Regions from separate parts of the Mus musculus genome. Here region 1 is linked to region 2. A link is a contact called in public Hi-C data. All regions are on one chromosome and are shown on one strand. Each heading gives the region's core, a stretch centred on a gene start, on an enhancer-like site or on the middle of the called end of the contact. The rest is flanking DNA. Distances are from core to core; before and after follow the strand shown.

Region 1 (6,550 bases), core at 716-3,215, 210 kb before region 2:
CCTTCTGGCTCTCAGTCTCTGCTGAATTTGGGATGGATGGTGTGGGGATTGGGGATATGTCTTCTCTAGGCATTCCTAGAAGAATCCAGCAGGTAGGCTGAAGCCAACTCAGAAATACTCATAAGTCCTGTTAGTGAGCATGGGTCTGTCCCCAGGTCCCTGGCTGGGCTGGGCTGGGCTGGGCTGGGCTGGGCTGGGCTGGGCTGGGCTGGGCTGGGCTGCGGGAGAGCCTCTTGCTCCTCCTGTCTCTCAGAGCTGATTTGGACCATGCTCTGGTTAGGTAGGACCTTTCCTTTTTGGGTCCTGTTTCCTGGCACCAAGAAAGAAAAAGGAAAGGGAGAAGGTGTTCCAGGTTATTAGAGTCCATGATGGTAAGGAGGATGGACCAAAACAGACTCATGGGCGGACATATGAGTAGCGTCCCCTGCTATTGAGAACTAGAGACAGGTTGAAGGTGATGCAGGATGTGACGATTTCCTTCCAAGGATTTGTTTAGGTTGGAGATAGCTGCTTGCTGTACTTTGGAAGCCTTTCAACCGAGATGTCATCCTGGCCTCTGCTATTAGCTTTAGTTCCCCCTTGGCAGAAAGTCCTGCACGCATGACAGGACCAGGAGACACGGGCATGACTTCGGATGGGCAAGGTTCTGTTGGGCTTTGAGGTCAGCCTTAGGATCTGCTGTGTTTCTAAGTATGAGAAGTTATCTTCTACAGAAAATCCAAATCATCCAAAGGGTTTCTTTCTTTTCTTTTCACCTTGTCAACAAAGGAGGTGGGTGTTGTAAAGATCAAGGTGAGAAAGGGGTTGTGCACTGAGCCTCCATCCCAGAGCCGCGTGGGCTGGTTGAGCCCAGGCGTGACCTCAGTTACACACGTGTGCCCCACATGGTGGGCCATGTGTTCTGTGGCTGGGCTCTGGAGGCTGCAAGACCCTTCATGCTTGGAAGAGTACGGATCTGCTGACTTGGCAATATGGGTGGGGGTTGGGCCACAACTGCAGGGGAGGGGGTGGGAGCCATAGGGGCTGAGTCGTGGAGGGGCTTTTCAACCCCACAGTCCTGAGCTCTTCCGTCTCTCCCCTAACCACAAGGGTAGTGTTATTCTCCTCACGTTAAAATTAAACATCTGGAAGCATCTGCAGTGCCCAAAATAAACTAAGAACTAATACGCGGCATTTGTGGCCACAATGGGTCCTGAATGGAGCCGAAAGGGGTGGATCATTACAGAGAAGCTGAAGGGGCTTTAAACTCATTTGTTTATTGATTGGTGAATAACTAATCGATTCATACCCAAGATCTTAAATTAGCCTGCTGATGTAATTTAGCATGTCATAACAGTGGGGACAGCACTGACTTAGTGGGGTCAGATCAGGGACCAAGTTCTGGGGTGTCAACTATGCTTGCAAGTCTAGGGTCAAATACCAACGATCCAAGAACACTGGGAAATCTATGTGGTCACTGACAGGAAGTCACCTTCCAGAGATGGAGAGCTCGCCTAGATCTTTTGAGATCAAAAGCAGACTCAGCTCAGAAGTAGTCAGGATCCCAGGGCCCTTGGCATGCTAGGTAAGCACTCCACCATTGAGCCACACTTCTACCCAAGAGCCACACTTGGACGTTGGTCCTCTGAAGCTGGTCACAGGTGCCAGGAAGGGCAGTGGTGCTGGAGTGGACAGTGATAAATACATTGATTGCTGAAGTCTGATTGACGATCTGGAAACAGGGCCCTGGACTGGCTGGCACCATCTGACAACTGTGAAGCGGCTTGCAGATGAAATTGGGCATATTTGAACAGCATCAGATCCATTCCTCAAAGCCACACTTAATGTAAGCGACAGACGGAGGAACAAATTAATACCAAAAATGTTGCCAGCTTTCACATTCTGGCAGGAGAACTGTTTCCAGCCAAGGACAGATTCACAAGCCTTTTTGAGTCTGAGGACTTCCACGCTTCATCACCCTCATCAAGCAGGTGGCAGTATCTCAGGGCTAGCGGAAGGGCGAGCCAAGAATCATCGGCGGTTTCATGGGAGAGGAGGTTGCTTGCCCGGGTGCCTGGAAAGAAGGCAGCTGGCTGGAACTTCTGAGATGGTTTTTATGCTGGAGTTTATGAACTGGCCGTCAGCTGGCTACCTGCAACTTGTAGACATGCCTAGCTTGATCTACAAATGTCTTTATCTTATTTTAATTTTAAACTGCAATTAATGACTCAAAGCACAAAGATTGGAAGTCATAGAGAGGGGCTGGAAATACCGTTCAGTGGTCAAGAGTGTGTCTTGCTTTTCAGAGGACCTGACTTTGGATCCTACCACCCACACTTGGGCTCTGTTTGTAGCTTCAGGTCTAGGGGAACCTGACATCTCTGGTCTCCTCAGTCACCTGCACTTCTGTGTACATACCCCATGACCCACATATATATAACTAAAAAGAAAAGAAAGAAGACACCCAGCATACATACAACAGGCACAACACATACACACACTCACATATATATATACACAACACACACACACAACACACATACATGCTCACACTCACATATACACACAATACATACACACAACACATACACGCTCATACTCACATATATACACAATACATATACACTTACATCCACACACTCACACACACACTACATATATACACACAATACATAAACTCATACAGTCTCACAACAGGACCATACACATACATATTCATTCACACAACACACGCAACACATATACACATATATACTCACACTCACACATACACACAATACATACATACTCATACACACACACAAAATACACATACCACACATATACACACACTCACACATACACACAATACACACACACACACACACAACACAACTCACATACACAACACATATACACATATACACTCACATGCACATACACTCACAATACAATAAATACACATAATACATAAACCCACACACTCTTACACACACACACACACACACACACACACACACACACACACACACACACACACACTGGATCCTCTAATATGCCTTTGGAGCTCAGCTCTGCATTGTTTAGGTGGGCCTGACCTGCTGAGTCAGTGCCTGCTGGCTCCCGTAGTTACATGTGAGTTCAACTCCTCTATTAAGTGATTCTTATGGACTAGATAATTAGTGGGAGTGGCTTGCTAAGATTTCAGTTTACAGAAAGGTCATATACTAGAATGAGAGATTTTGGTCCCACTTTTGGTACAGAGATCAAACTATTTCTTCACTACAGCGAAACTCTTATCTAAGTACCCCAGCCTCCCCGATTGTTATACAGCTCAGTAGTAGACTGTGTGAGCTGCAGACATGAGGCTCTGTTTCCAATACCCACTACAACTAATAATTGGGTGTTTTTACTAAAAACATTATTACAAAGATAGTGACGTGTAAGTTTGAAATGCCACAGTGAAACTCATTGTAGGTTAACATAAATAAGAAGAAGTAAAATGATGTAGCAGACATGAAACAATTGAAAATGAAGAAAATATTATAAAGAAGTTCTGGTCCTCTGTATTTCCTTCCATCTTTTTTTTTTTTTTTTTTTTTTTTTTTTTTTTTTTTTTTTTTTTTTTTTTTTTTTGGTTTTTCAAAACAGGGTAACTCACTCTGTAGACCAGGCTGGCCTCGAACTCAGAAATCCACCTGCCTCTGCCTCCCAAGTGCTGGGATTAAAGGCCTGCGCTACCACTGCCTGGCTTCCTTCCATCCTTTTTTATGTTCATTTTTCCACCACTGGAAAAGCCTAGGTTTGCCTCCTATCTCATTCATTTATCTCTTTAATTTATGTATTTTCTCATATTGTTACATAACACTCATTTTTGTGATTCTAGATAATATTGCACGAAACATCTAGGCATGTTTGAATCTTCTTGTGTGTTTTCTTTTGAGTCAGGATCTCACATAGCCCAGACTGGCTTCAAACTCCCTATATGGTTAAAATTGATCTTCAACTCCCGATCTTCCTGCCTCTATCTCCTATGTGCTGAGATTGCAGGTGTGGGCCACTACGCAGTGTATGCTATGCTAGAGACTGAGTTCAGCCTTGTGCAGGCCACACAAACACCAAATGACCACATCCCTAGCCCAACATTTAACTCTTCTTAAAGTTTGCATTCTTCTCTCAGTCCCCTCTCTCCCTCTCCTCCCTCTCCCTCTCCCTCCTCTCTCTCTTCCTCTCTTTCCTTTCTCTCTCTCTCTCTCTCTCTCTCTCTCTCTCTCTCTCTCTCTCTCTCTCTCTCTCCAGGGCTTCTCTGTGTATTGTCCCAGAACTCACTCTGTAGACCAGGCTGGCCTTGAACTGACAGAGATCTGCCTGCTTCTGCCTCCTGAGTGCTAGGATTAAAAGCATGTGCTGCCATCAGCCTGTATTTTCATAAGTAGCACAGTTGGACTCTATAAAGACTTGAGACTCAACGTTTCTTTTCTTTCTTTTCCTTTTCTTTTCTTTTCTTTTTTTTCCTTTCCTTTCCTTTCCTTTCCTTTCCTTCTTTTCTTTCTTTTCTTTTCTTCCTTTTCTTTTCTTTTCTTTTCTTTTCTTTTCTTTTCTTTTCTTTTCTTTTCTTAAGACAGGTTTTCTCTGTATAACTCTGGCTGTCCTGGAACTCACTCTGTAGACCAGGCTGGCCTTGAACTCAGAAATCCACCTGCCTCTGCCTCCCAAGTGCTGGGATTAAAGGCGTGTGCCACCACTGCCGGGCCAGAGACTCAAAGTTTCTTAACCCGGAACTTTCTAACCCAAAAATGTCCTGTGGAAATCTCTTCATCTCAGCAAATTGTTGGAAAGACTATTGGGGGGGGGGGTCATTTCAGCAGGATTGTGGGATATATATACATACATATACCTATACATATACATATACATACACACACACACACACACACACACACACACATATATATGTATGTAATTTCAGTATAGAAAGTTCATTCTAAGATTAGCAATATCCTGACACTCAAGTCAAACAGTACTAAATATGCTCAGGAGATGTTTACATTTAAAGAAGAAACTAGTTTTAATAACCGCACAATGCTGTGTGGGTCAACAATGGAGTCGGGAGACGCCTCATAGCATCAAAGGCTGGTAGGAGAAGATACAGGGGACTGAGATAGGAGGCAGACTGTCCTTTCCAATTACAACACTTCGGAACCCTGAGTGCAACAGTCATTTCTTAGAAAAAGAGCTGCCTTTAAAATTTTTTATTGACAGCAGAAAAAAAAAATGACGAGACAAGATCAGATCATTGAGGTCAATTTATATCCTATATACAGCCCGGAGAATGGTGTAAACAAAGCAGTGTACCATTAAATGAAATGGGATACAGATAGCCTTGCACTGCCTCCTGCACAAGTTCAGATGAACGCAGCACTTTAAATCCCTAAGCCGTGGAAAGCCAACCACATGGTGGGATTTTATTTATTTGCCTTTCTTGTACCCAACGACTCCTCGTGACCCATAAACGAAGAGACCGCTCTCACGATGAGGCACGACAAAGTTAGATGCTTTTCTTGTGGTTGACTCCTTTGCGAAGAACCCGAGACACCAGCGGCCTGTCTGGGAAACCGCCCACCAGCGTGAAAGCCAGGGAGTAGGCCAGGGATCGCTAAGGGCAGGATTAAAGCGCACTTGAGCGAACCCCACCTCCTGTGGCAAGGCAGCCTGGCTGTGCTAAGGGGAAACCAGGGCTCCATAATCTACCAGAGCCCTTTGAAGGGTCAGACAAGAGTGTGGATAAGGGGAAGTGGTAGGCACAATCTATTTACACATCCCAGAATCCTTAGAGAGCTCCGCGCCAAAAGCCCGGTCCACAGAGCTGTCGCCATGGGGATGGGGAGAATGTCTGGTGACAAATAGGGAAACCACTCTGAGATAAGAACTAAAGAGCGGGGATAAGCAAGTGTTTCCTTGGGTGTGGAAAAATGTTAACAGCCAGGCGGTTGCTGGGGAACTGATGTCTCTGGTGGTCCGGGTGAGCAGACCCTCGGTGGCGAGAGAGATGTGACCGTTTGGATCCCTTTGTTTGGTCAACCTCCCGCCAAAGCCATGACTTCTGAGTGACTTTGTTGGATATGTCCGTTTTGGTGGCATCTCCAGTCAGCTCATGAAAGAGGAGGGGGTATATGCAACAGGGTGGCTGGCAACTGTTGATGACTAAGAGCTCTTTCAAATCTCAATAAGGGGCTGTAAAACGCCAAAGATGTAGGAGGCTCCTGAGGTCGGAAGATGCTCAACAGGGGCAAAGGCAGGCAAGTATCACAAAGGCTTTGTGCTCTGCTTTTGCATGAACTATGGGAAGAATGAAAATATTACTTTAGATAAATAATAGCAAGTTACTCATTTTTTTAAAAATTGAGATTTCTGTTTACATTTGTTTTACTTTATTTAGCCCTTTATTATTTAGAATGCGGGGGGGGGTGCACGCAGTGGCACACGTGTGGAGATCTGAGAGCACCTGTGGGACTTGGTTCCCTCCTTCTACCACGTGGGGCTCAAGGACTGAGCTCAGGCTGTCAGCCTTGGCATCGGGTGACTTTATCTG
Region 2 (6,409 bases), core at 649-3,148:
GGAGATACCAGGGAAGCCTTGTTTATTGAGGCACCATTTATAATAGACAAGATATGGAACTAACCCAGGTCCCATTAACAGATAAATGTATAAAAATATATGGTATTCATCACAGTGGAATTTTATGCAACTGTAAAAAAAAATGAAAGTATGACATCCATGGAGAAATGGACAAAATTAGGAATCATGTTAGACAAAATAAGTTGGACTCAGAAAAATAAATAGTACGTGTTTTATATCATGTGGGGGATAAAGAATTTTGTGTCTGTGTGGAAGCTGGAAGGGAACCATGGGAGCAGAGAAGGAGGTCTGAAGAGAGAGAGAGCTGTAGGGAGCAGAAGAGAGCCATGGGACACGTGTGTTGTGAAGGGGGAACATCTGAGGGGACAAAGGGGACCAGCCAGAGAGTGAGGGGCGGGCAGGAAGGTGACAGGAACAGAGTATAAGCATCAATGTTATACTCCCAAAATGTCACCGAGAAGACCATCTCTTCACATTCTACAACACCTTTCACAGTGGCTTCATTGGGACACCCCCGGGGGACAGATTGCAGGTGTTGTCACTGGCCTTGGTGACAGGTTTGCTCCCTGAAGAAACCTTGAGAGCTGTGTAAGTCGGGGCTTACTCTCTTGACGCACCGGCTCTTGGCCAGGAGGCTTGAACGCTGTGTTTATTAATTTTCTCTTTATTGATTATCATCCCTGTAAGAAGCCTTTTCAGACAACTGTTCCTGACTGGGCCATCCACGGGTGTTTAGTGCCACAGACGAACTGCAAATCTGTTACACACTGCATGTCAGTCTGTGCTTGGCACTGAAAAAGTAAGGGGCACCCCTTGAAGCGTCCAGATTTTTCTCTCCTCAGGGCAGAATCATCCTTCATGAGAAATAAGTCTGAGTCGAATTGAAAAATTAATAGTATATTTTAAAAACTTTATTTATTTTTGTGTGTGTATGTGTGTGTGTATTCCCACAGCCACTGCTTGCGCAGTAAGTATTTTTACTTTATTTACTAATTTCAGGCCCAAATTAGCAGCATTTCCAAACAGTACCGTGCCTGCAGAGTTAGATGAGCAGGCTCTGGACCAGGGTTAGGCTAGAACTGAGTCTGTCACTGACTAGTGGTACTACACCAGGCAAAGGAGCTTCCGATCATGTTTTACGTTTGCGACATGGTGACAGTAATTCATTGAACACCTTCTACAGAGCCTCGGGCGTAGCAAGTGTCATTTCCCAACGTGTCTGTCCCCTTAACATTATTCTTTTATAAAAATTATTACAAAAAAACATGCTTTAATATATTCAGGAGAATATACCATCTCTCCCTCTGTAAGGGATACTTCAGAACGAGCTGGCTCGGGGAGTGAGGGAGAATGCTGTGGAGGGGAATCCTGTACTAGGAAGAGAGAGGAAGGGCCGGGATGTGTATTCTCAGGGCAGCCATGAGAGACTACCACCTGGGTTAGGACATCCCCCCAAGGTCAGAAAGAAGGTAATGAAGAAATGCCTCTTCCCACAGGACAGGGCCCTCCCAGTGCACTCCGTGGACTGGTAATAGCTGTTCCTTTTCGGGATTTATGAGTGTTACAAATATTTGGGATCTGCCTAAAACCCACAGAATCAGAAACTCTGGGGGTGGAGTCCAGTAGTTTGTGTTTCAACAAGCACCCCCAAACACCTCTGGGGGTCCGAGGCTCTTCCAGCTGGAGCACCGTTGCTCCTGGACAAAGGTTTCCCTCTCATAACAGCATGGGGAGGGTTGGACTGCCAGTGACTTACAAGACCAGGGCCAGCTGGCTTTCCTCCATGGAAGGAACCTGGCCTGGAGGCTTAGTGGCTTGGAACACAAGTCAGCTGTGAGCATTTGACCGCTCCTCCGAGACCGCTCATGCGGCTGGCCTAGGTTCAAAGGAAGCTGCTAGTTAGAGTTCAGCTTGGAGCTTGGCTTGAACATGACCACCAACGAAGATATAACAGTGTCTGCGTGTTCACCGAGGCTCTTCCTTTGTACAATAACGTTTTCTTTCCACAGGCAAACAGAATGTCTACCTCGTGCCAGGGGGCAGCTTTGATAGGCTGTTGCGTGCTTTGCCCGCCCCCCCCAAATGTTTCAAGAGCCTAAGGTGAAACTGTGCTGGTCGACATAAGAATAGTTCAAGGTACAGACATACTTTTCTGCAGTAAGTTAAGGTAGTATAGATTTTAATTCCTGTACTCAGTTCTTAATAGATAAAAAGTGAATGGGGCTTAAGGAGCCAGCCCCTTAAGCGAGGCCAGGCTGCACATAGCAGCGATCTTAAAAAGACAATGGTTCCTCCACACAAGGGTTTTATGGTCTCACATCAAAGAAGTCTGAAGGTGGGCCTGCTCCATTATGTCATCAGGGTCCAAGCTTCCTTTCTTATCTCTTCTCGGATGCTCTAGTTTGAGACTGCCACTGTCACCAGAGGCGAGAAGCAGGATGAGGCAGGGGAAAAGGAAGGGAGGAAGGGGGCTGCCTTGACTGTGTCTCCCAGCAAGTCTTCCACAATGCTTTCATTTACAGCCCACTGGCCAGAGCGTTCACTCTAAGGAGTCTGGGAAATGTTGTCTCATTCTAAAAGGCACCAATCCTAGCCAAAATCAGGGTTCTCTTAGGCAGGAAGAAAGGGCAGAGGGGCAAGCAGATGGTAGTTTGTGGTGTGCGTGGGGCTGGCTGTGCTGACACAGGGGGATTGCTAAGCTCTAGGGGTGAGTGGCCTGGAACAGTTGTGTTGGGATGGCTTCTCAGTCAAAATTCTGCTTTGCTCTTCTCCCCAGGGGAAGAGGCCGGGTCTCCACAGCTGGGTTGTACTCCAGGAGCCCAGAAGGAAGGGTGCAGAGCCTTGGGTCCTTCTGCGTTGGGAAGAAGCCATCTGGGCCAATCTGGGCAAACACAGACGTGTGGTCTGGAGAGGCTCTATACAAGTGCCAAGGCATCTTCTTCTGCTCTTGTCTGGACATTTGGCAGCAGCCCCCTCCCAATTCTAAACCCTTGATGCTAAAGAGTGCTTAATTTTGTCTGGACCAATGCAGTTAAGAGCTGAAATGTCCTACGTGTTTTCCAACCAAATATTGGTGGGAAACCAGCCATAAGCACAGTAGAGTCTTCTGTTTCCTCTCCAGGGCTGACAGCTTCTGGTGCCTTCTTCCTGTAGCCAGGCCTAATGGATGAGTGCTCTTCATGAGGCCTGAAGGGGCGGGGACTAGCTGAGCTGAAGGACTTAATCATGGGGATAAAAATGTGAGGCTGGGAACTCGGGAAGTATCTTGGAAATTTGACAACGTCTGGCCGACAGTTCTGGCTTTGGAGCTTTTGGGACAGGGGTCTGAGTAACCTGCACCTCATTGGCTATTTGGTCACAGTCCCTTGACACTCTGCCTCAGCTCCCTCGATGCTTACAGAGAGGCCTAAGTGAAGGCTGTGTGCAGTGCGGCTCTTGATGAAGTCGAACCACCACAACGTACCCACTCTTGTGGATCTCCTTTTCTTTCTTGAGTTTGTGCGCACGCGCGCACACACACACAGACACAGACACAGACACACACACACACTTCTGATATTCACATGCATGCATACCCATACACAGGTACACATACATGCCTGACCTTCACACACACATACATGTACCTATGACCTTCACACAAACGTACATTTACATTTTTCATGCATTATATGTCTTCATAAGAGCAATGTTACTCAACTGTTTTCCTGTTTCAAATTGTATTACATTTTAATTATTTAATGTGTGTGTGCAAGTGCTAAAGTGCATGTGTGAAGGTCAGAGGTCATTTCAGGAGTCATTTCTCTCCTTCCACCATGTGGGTCCTGAGGATCAATCTCAGGTTGTTAGGGCTGGTGAAACTTTCTTTACCCACTGAGCTGCCTCGCTGGCTCCTGCTTAACTATTTTCAAACATTGAAGTTACATACTTAATCGTGTACATGTTTTTCTGGTATAAAAATTGATTCATTGAAATTGAAATGATTCATTCAATTAGATTTTTAAATAATAAATGACTGAAGTAGAAGGATTTGGTGGTATATACCCACTCGTTTTACCAAAAGACTTCAGTTGATTAGTTCTGCTACTGGCGATGTCTGGGTCAGATGTTTACCCATGTGAGAATAGGGCTGAGAGAGATGCCCTAAAAGGAGGAGAGATCTCCTTTGGCTCAGATTTCTGAGCTGAAATCTCATGGCTGCTGTGGGGGTCCATGGCAGGCGGTATGGAGCGGATCGTGTCTCCAGCCCACTATCTCCAGCCCACTAAAGGGGCTAACTCATCCTGACCAGAAAGTGTCAGAAGGGAAGGAAGTGTCCAAGAGGATGTGCCTAGGAACCTCCTCCCTCCAGAGAGGCCCCACCCCCTAAAGCTTCTAACCCTTCCCAATAGCATCAGCAGCTGGGACCAAGCCTTCCACGCGCACACGCTAGCATTTGGGGGGCAGCGTCGAGTAGTGGTTCTCAACCTTCCTAACACTGAGACCCTTGAACACAGTTCCTCATGTTGTGGTGCCCACATCCATTATTGTCATTGCTACTTCACAACTGTGATTTTGCTACTGTTATGAATAATAATGTAAATGTCTGATATGCAGGAGATCTGAAATGTGACCCCCCCACAAAGGGGTCACAACCCACGTGTTGAGAACCACGGGTCTAGATCCAAATGCTGAGACTATGTAAGGCAGAGCTCACTTTGCCATGATTACTCATATCGTAATCCACATATACATCTTGAAGAACGCATAGCACAGAACATGACAATCTTAGAGGTAGAACTGGAACCCCGGCTGTGAGCTCTCCGTGCATTTCTTCATGTCAGGCATGTTTGCAGTCTTTGTTTGTTTTTCCAAAAATTTCCCTACTTCTTTGTGTCTCATTGAGCGAGGGCGGCTCCTGCCTAGTGTTATGTTGGATCTTAGAATGAGAAACCTTTCCAGTGTGGATTCTGCTTCATGGCTGTGAGGCTGGATTGGGTTTCACGTGAGCGTGGGATTGTAGCCAACCGTGAAGGTGCTTCTTGGCTAAAAGCTGAGTGGGCTGGAGACATGTCTAGACATGAGATCACAGAGACCCTAGGTCACCCATTTCCTTTTCTAGAGAAGCTTTAGTGAATCTGGAGAAAAGAGAGATATGGAACTCCTTCCTTTTGTACCTAGATAGAAAGAATTTGGAGTTAAAGTCAAGAAATCTGCGACATTTTTCCTTTGGGATTGTATCCCCGACCAGCTGTCTTCTGCTCTGCCTCTCCTTATCTGTTTTCTGCTGCTATAACAGGGCATTGCAGACTGGGCAATTTAGAAGCAATAGCTTATTGGCTCATTGCTGATTAGCCTAAGAGCTCAGCCCCAGTGTCTAGAGAGGGCCTTCGTATCGCATCATAACATAACAGAAGGCAAGCTCGCATGTGCAAGACAGGAGAAAGGAAACCAACAGAACTCACCCTGCCCCCTCTTAAGTCAAGAACACACTCCAGAGACAACTCACCCACTCTTGAGAAAATGGCATCACTCCACCCATGAGGGAAGGGCTCTCATAGCTCAATCACCTTTTAAAGGGCCTACCTCTTAATGCGGTCATAGTGGCAATTACGTCTCAAGATGAGTTTTGGAGGAGGCACTCCAGCCATATCTTTCTTCCTTGGCTGCCCTCTTCTTTGTCTGATATGACATAGTCCTTAGACCCATCCGTGGGCATCTCATACCACTTCTGGTGATACCTAAGGATCAGAGAGAGGATGTGTATGCTTCTAATAGTTCTAGCAGCATGTTTTCACCGTTTCCAACTCCAAAGTTGGTGTCCTCATCCAGGAGACTTTAGCTCCAGGAAGTACTTGTGAATATAGATCACAAGAAGGCTTTGAGGGGTTTGCTCGAGGGCTGGATCTGGAAAGAGCTGATCAATGAGGGTCACCAGGATCTTGGGAAAGAGTAAAACTAATGTTTCCTTGTTAGAAAGGGTAGATGCTTTAGAGAGAAGTTGAAGCTTCAAAGCCCCAGAGATTCCTCTAGTAGTGAACAATGCCTCAGGGCGAAGAGAGACCTTTGTGGACCATGATGAGGCAGGCTAGTTTTTTGATGGTTCTGAGATGAGAGCACACATCCACCCCTTTGTAGGCTGTCTTCCTCGGGAAGGCTCTCCTCTTGACTGGGGCTAGGGACTTAATGTACAGTGTATTCCTGAACACAGGGAAAGCCCTATCTTTCTACTCAGCATGGTGCATGTGTGTGTCAGAAAGCAGACAGTCGAAGAGGAAAAGATTGCTGCTCACTAACTCTAGAAACTGCTGTGTTTCTAAAATGGTGTGGGCCATTTTTTTCTCTCTTCAGCTAAATGTCCTAGATCCTCAATCCGCTGGTTCTATTACCATTCACGAATGAAGAAAAG

What was found. A called contact is a pair of places that touch in the nucleus more often than the background predicts.
Region 1: a Hi-C map of cerebellum shows a contact between it and region 2, with 1.9 times the contacts expected there. The contact joins two enhancer-like sites. A contact is called at or near these places in 8 of 39 promoter capture datasets (the 3T3-L1 cell line, 3T3-L1-derived adipocytes, HPC-7-derived erythroid cells and 3 more), 2 of 15 datasets of contacts at CTCF or cohesin (the NIH/3T3 cell line and large pre-B cells), 40 of 484 Hi-C or Micro-C datasets (the 3T3-L1 cell line, the 4T1 cell line, the AML12 cell line and 29 more), 6 of 115 datasets of contacts at active chromatin or transcription factors (the HPC-7 cell line, embryonic basal ganglia, embryonic stem cells and 3 more) and 3 of 9 other capture datasets (adipose tissue, liver and pancreatic islet).

Annotation. Positions count from the first base shown.
Region 1 is chr17:83,230,781-83,237,330 of GRCm38.p6, reverse strand. No RefSeq gene overlaps it. Among named protein-coding and RNA genes, the nearest start is that of Pkdcc, 19 kb to the right of the region's middle. Within about 2 kb of position 1,965, at least 10 of the 459 cell types and tissues checked have an H3K27ac peak or open chromatin away from gene starts, as enhancers often do. A contact at or near this core is called in cerebellum, where this site is marked.
Region 2 is chr17:83,016,215-83,022,623 of GRCm38.p6, reverse strand. No RefSeq gene overlaps it. Among named protein-coding and RNA genes, the nearest start is that of Gm19689, 59 kb to the left of the region's middle. Within about 2 kb of position 1,898, at least 17 of the 459 cell types and tissues checked have an H3K27ac peak or open chromatin away from gene starts, as enhancers often do. A contact at or near this core is called in cerebellum, where this site is marked.